2 separate regions of the Pan troglodytes genome follow, and region 1 is linked to region 2. The links are chromatin contacts, called in public HiChIP or PLAC-seq maps. All regions are on one chromosome and are shown on one strand. Each heading gives the region's core, a stretch centred on a gene start, on an enhancer-like site or on the middle of the called end of the contact. The rest is flanking DNA. Distances are from core to core; before and after follow the strand shown.

Region 1 (2,700 bases), core at 126-2,625, 440 kb before region 2:
CACCTGAGGTCAGGAGTTCGAGACCAGCCTGGCCAAAATGGTGAAACCCCGTCTCTACTAAAACAACAACAACAACAACAAAAATACCTGGGCGTGGTGGTGGGCACCTGTAATCCCAGCTACTTGTGAGACTGAGGCGGGATAATCGCTTAAACCTGGGAGGCGGAGGCTGCATTGAGCCGAGATTGCGTCATTGCACTTCAGCCTGGGAGACAGAGCGAGATTCCATCTAAAAAATAAAAAATAAAAATAAATCTTGAAGAAAAAAAAAAACAATCATTTGCTATGCCTCCAGTATCCAAATTAAGCTCATTTTGATATTTGATGTTCGATATATTTGTACTAAGAGTACCTAATGTATAAAAATCTTTCTAAGCAACTATCAACTTGGAATCATGATTGATGTGCTGTCTATACATATTTTTTCTAACATGAGAAAGTGAGAACGCAGTCCCCCACTAAATTATGCAGTCGAGTTTCCCACATTTGGGGAAATCACAGAAGTCAGCACATCTGGAGTGAAATAAACAAGCTTCGCCCTGATTACAGGTTTGGCATATTCATGTTTAACAAACGCACCGGAACTAATTAAAGCAAATTTGGAATCCTACTCTATTATTAAAATAACTAATTCCTAAACTCATACATTATTCTTTCTTTTAAAGATCACTGATGTTAATGTTCAGCTAATATTTTCTTTTAAAAAATTAATGAAATGCTTTGGAATGTTCTCCAGTTATACAAACAAAAACAGACACATTCTGGAGAATCAATAAAATATTTGAAGTATTTTTTAAGACTGTACAGCTGGAGCTCCAGGTTTAAATTAGAGCTCTGCCATTTACTAGATATGGTTGGTCAAGAAAATTAACCTTGTATTTCATCGTCCATAAAATGGGAATAAAATAATAAGATCTACACTAATAGATTTGATGAAAGAATTTAATGAGATAATCTATGCGAAGTTCTTAGTCTGGCACCTGGCACATGAATAAGTGCATCACATAATGATGTTAGCTATTATTATTGTGGTTGCATTATCTTTCCGTTCAAAAAAGTACAACTTTCAAAGCCTTGCTGTGTTGGCGACCTGTAGTTTAATAATCTATCGCTTCTCTTTCAATCTTAATTTCTAAAGACACAGTAACAAACCATTCCAAATGAAGCGTCTCCCCTTGCAATACTTAAGCTTGAGTCAACAATTCTTGTAATTATTAAATATTCATTCACTAAAGTAATTGTTTTTTTTAAAAAAATAGAGGTGATAGGACAATGGCCTAACTACAGATCGCAATTAAACTTTATTTCTCTAAGGCAGGCAGGGTGAATTCTTTGCTCCGAACCTCCCGGACTCCTCTCCCTCTCCGACTTTGTATAACAGAGGGAGCTCCGAGCCCTCTCTGGCGCGCGAGGTATTTCGTCTGTCCCCGGGGGTGCCAGGTGAGCCCCAGTGGATCCGGGAGGGTAAGCTGGGACTCCTCGCGAGCAGTAGCTGCAGGGTACCAAGCTTCGCCCTCTGCGTCCCCGCGCCTTCGCGGTCTCCCGCCAGTGCAGGTCCGGGGCCCCCAGGCGAGCGGACAACCTCCGCGCCCTTGCCTGCTTCTCGCCTACCCCGGGCTCCGGAAGGGAAGGAGGCGTGTCCGGAGCAGGCGGGCGGGAACTGTATAAAAGCGCCGGCGGCTCAGCAGCCGGGCTTCGCTCGCCGCCTCGCGCCGAGACTAGAAGCGCTGCGGGAAGCAGGGACAGTGGAGAGGGCGCTGCGCTCGGGCTACCCAATGCGTGGACTATCTGCCGCCGCTGTTCGTGCAATATGCTGGAGCTCCAGAACAGCTAAACGGAGTCGCCACACCACTGTTTGTGCTGGATCGCAGCGCTGCCTTTCCTTATGAAGAAGACACAAGTGAGTAGGGCGCGCCCGGGAGCTCCCAGGCTCTCCAAGAAAAATCGCGCCCGGTGCCCCGGGGAAGCCGGCGCTCCCTGGGACTTGCAGCTGGGGAGTGCAGGGCTGTGCCTGCCGGGTGAGCCAAGAGGATGCGGGGGAGGCCGGCGTGGTGTGTGATCCCGAGCCGAGCCGGGTGAGCCAGGGAGAAAAGGAGTGGGAGTGCTGAGAGGGAGCCGGTGTCAAGTTTGGAGCCTCAGCAGTTAAGTTTTGAGCTGTCAGTCGGAAACCGTAATTCCCGTCTGGTGGAAAGATTGGCTTTTGGGCCATGGAATGTTAAGTTATCACGGGAAGGCATGTCTTTGCATAGGAGACGGTTTTCCCGTGGATTCCGGGAGATTATGAAACAGCACCCCACGCGCCACCCTCACTAGCTTTCCCACTCAGATTTATTTGTGTAGCCCCGAGGTGGGCGCCGGGCACCAGGAGCGGCGCGAACGCGGGTGCAGCCGCGGGAGCGAAGCCAACGCGGAGCTCCTAAGCGGCAGCTCTCGGCGGGGCGGGAACCTGCCCGCCTGCCCGGGAAACTTGGCTCTCGGCGGTGTCTGCCTAGTTTGCGGCTCTGTGTGGGCTCTAAAGAGCTCTGGTACCTCCACGATGCATGCACCTTTTTCCATTTCAAAAGGGATAAAGGCTTTTTATAAAATAGGCACCTCTGAATGATAGTGATTGAGATAATTCCCAGTGCTGCTAAATTCTGCATTATACATAAAGCACTGTGGGTAAAGCGCTGCCTGGGGGGACAATTAGATTTTTTTTTC
Region 2 (2,700 bases), core at 85-2,584:
GGAACAAGCACTTCACAAATATTGGTTTCCCAGAATGTCTGAGGAGGTGTATAGAAGTTAAGAATATGTCCTCCAGCCAGAGAGATCTGTGTTCAATCACACTATTTAAGTTAAAGTACTTAGCTTCTCCAAGCCTCAGTTTCTTAACTCAGATGGAAAATGAGGACAATGTAAGCACCTATTTCACTGGATTGTAAGGAAGAATAAACAAGATAATGAATAGTATTTGGCATATAATCTTTCAGAAAAGTAGTAAAATTGTCATTCCTATAAATCTAACTAATGTCTTTAAAATTCATCTCACAAAATCAGTATCTTTTTATTTTGTACTGAGCTACTTATTTTACCCAAATTGGGGGTTTAAAAAGAAACTCATTACTTATTTTCGAAAGGAAAATTTACTGTCAAGTACAGTAATTTTTTTTTTAAAGCAGCGTTTAAAAAAAAAAAAAAGACAAAGCACTGGTCCAGATAGTTGGAAATGTCATTTAGATTTAAGTCTACAGCTTCTTAGGAAAGTTACGTAGAGATGTATCATACTCCAGCATGATTGTGAGCAGATGAGCAGGATGAGCAAAACTTGCACGAGTAAGAGTGGTAAACACCAGAGAAGGCGCTTTCATGGAAGGGCACCCTAGGTAACCAAGCAAGTGGCAACAATAGTACAGGTGAGTCCTCGGGTCCCTTCTCTCTCCACCCCCGGCAGTGGCCCGGACAAGTACTAACCTCTCCTCTCTAGAGCCTTGACTTTATACTAGCTCCACAACCATCAAGCCCCACGATCCGCGAAGGGAATGGTGCTACAGGTAAGGCGGGCGGGGTCGGGATGCCGAGACCTCTTGTCAATTCTTCGCTCGCCCCCAAACGAGGATCACGGCTGCGCGGCTCTCACTCTAACTACCAAGACAGATTCTGATACTAAACAAGGCTAAAACTTTTTGTTTTCTCCTTCTTACTGAAGGCACTACCCTGGACGCCGCTTGCAAACGCCTGAAGAGAAGGCAGGGTGTTCCCACTTCTTCAGAATGGGACCAGGCCCTACGGCCCCAATAGCAGAAGCTTCTCTAACCCAGGACTGCTCCCCTCAACTCCTCCCAATATGCTGACCGACAGCTCGACCTCACCTGGGAGCGGTTCCTCCAGGGGATGGCTTAGGAAAACCTCAGGAAGAGCGGCCCAGCGAGTGACGCCACTGAAACCACAGTCATGGTCTACCTCGTTCAGGCCACCAGTTCGTAGGCGCCTGAGCCGCTGCGCCTCCCGCCTCTCGGTCCTTCCCCGCCGCCCCAGTACCGTCGCAGTCTTACGCGTTGCATGCCGGGAGCGCCTTACCTTCTTTTCTCAGGGACTTCAGTTCCCAGCATGCAGAAGCCTCAGGCAGAACTGCACTCTGGGATTTGAAGTCCTCGTTCCACGCCTTCTCATCATCCTGAACACCGAGCTCTGGGACTCCGGCGGAGAATCTAAACGTAAAGCATCACCCACGGTCGTGAACTGTAGGCTCTCCTTGCATCCGGGATCTTATTCTGGCCTTGGCGGAGTTGGGGATGGTGTCGCCTAGCAGCCGCTGCCGCTTTGGCTTGCTCGGGACATTTGGCTGGACCCAGAGTCCGCGTGGAACCGCGATAGGGATCTGTCAGGGCCCACGGCGGGGTCCAGCTTGGTGGTTGCGGTAGTGAGAGACCTCCGCTGGTTGCCAGGCTTGGTCTAGGTGGGTGGATCCTTGTAAGCAGGATTAGCGAGTCACTCCACGCTCAGGTTCTTTAGCCTGAGGGCCCGTGTGCCACAGCGTAGCTACCCCGCCCCTTCCAGCCTCGGGTCGGTAATACTGCCTTGCTTCGGTTCCAGTTTCCGCCGCACAACTTCACTCATTCCAGTTGTTAATTTCTGCGTTTTTTTTCAGCCCCAATTCTGTTTCTCCAAATCAGGGATGATTGTCGGCCTTCCACAGACCCTCGCGCTTGCCAGGATTAGGGTGTTCGCGCGCATTGTGGGTAGGGGTGTGGAGGAAGGGATCCAGAAATCTTAAGTATTAACTTAGATTAGTGTTAGCAAGGAAGCCGTCACATTTTATTTAGCCGGTACACTCTGACAGTTTGTGCCGACTGCTATTTTTGATCAAGGCTATTTTGCCCACTTGTCTGTTTTGTGGCCCAATTGTCTGTTTTGCTAACATCAGAAAGTTATAATGAAATAATCTGCAAAAAAGTAAGGTGCTAGAAAACCAATAATACTGTGTACCTTGAAAATGCTAATATCCACCTGTTTTGTTACAGAGGTGGAGCACAGTGAAAGAATTCAAGATGCCACCTAATATAAACTGGAAAGAAATAATGAAAGTTGACCCAGATGACCTGCCCCGTCAAGAAGAACTGGCAGATAATTTATTGATTTCCTTATCCAAGGTGCTTAATTGGTCAATAATAATAGATATATACATTAACTTATGATTAATTTATTAATAAAATATGAATTTATTTTTTTCAGGGACAACTATAATTGTCACAATCTGGAAGAGTTCTTATATTTTGCTTGAAGGTTATAAAATATAAAACAGTTGCTTTTCTGTTTACTTAGGTGGAAGTAAATGAGCTAAAAAGTGAAAAGCAAGAAAATGTGATACACCTTTTCAGAATTACTCAGTCACTAATGAAGGTTTGTATGTAGTAGGTTTTAACTATAGGTTTGGCTATTAGTGGA

What was found. HiChIP or PLAC-seq counts read pairs in DNA pulled down with a chosen protein or histone mark.
Region 1: an H3K4me3 HiChIP or PLAC-seq map of stem cell-derived excitatory neurons shows a contact between it and region 2, with 6 times the contacts expected there. The contact joins the promoter of KITLG here to the promoter of TMTC3 in region 2. A contact is called at or near these places in 2 of 7 Hi-C or Micro-C datasets (blood and stem cell-derived neural progenitor cells) and 1 of 1 datasets of contacts at active chromatin or transcription factors (stem cell-derived excitatory neurons).

The regions. Positions count from the first base shown.
Region 1 is chr10:95,412,713-95,415,412 of NHGRI_mPanTro3-v2.0_pri, reverse strand. KITLG (KIT ligand) reads left to right here and starts at 1,375. Exons shown (of 9, transcript XM_003313839.7): 1 at 1,375-1,900. The coding sequence starts at 1,886.
Region 2 is chr10:94,969,572-94,972,271 of NHGRI_mPanTro3-v2.0_pri, reverse strand. TMTC3 (transmembrane O-mannosyltransferase targeting cadherins 3) reads right to left here and starts at 1,334. Exons shown (of 15, transcript XM_063785961.1): 1 at 1,125-1,334. CEP290 (centrosomal protein 290) reads left to right here and starts at 1,409. Exons shown (of 54, transcript XM_063785958.1): 1 at 1,409-1,711; 2 at 2,277-2,405; 3 at 2,578-2,655. The coding sequence starts at 2,304.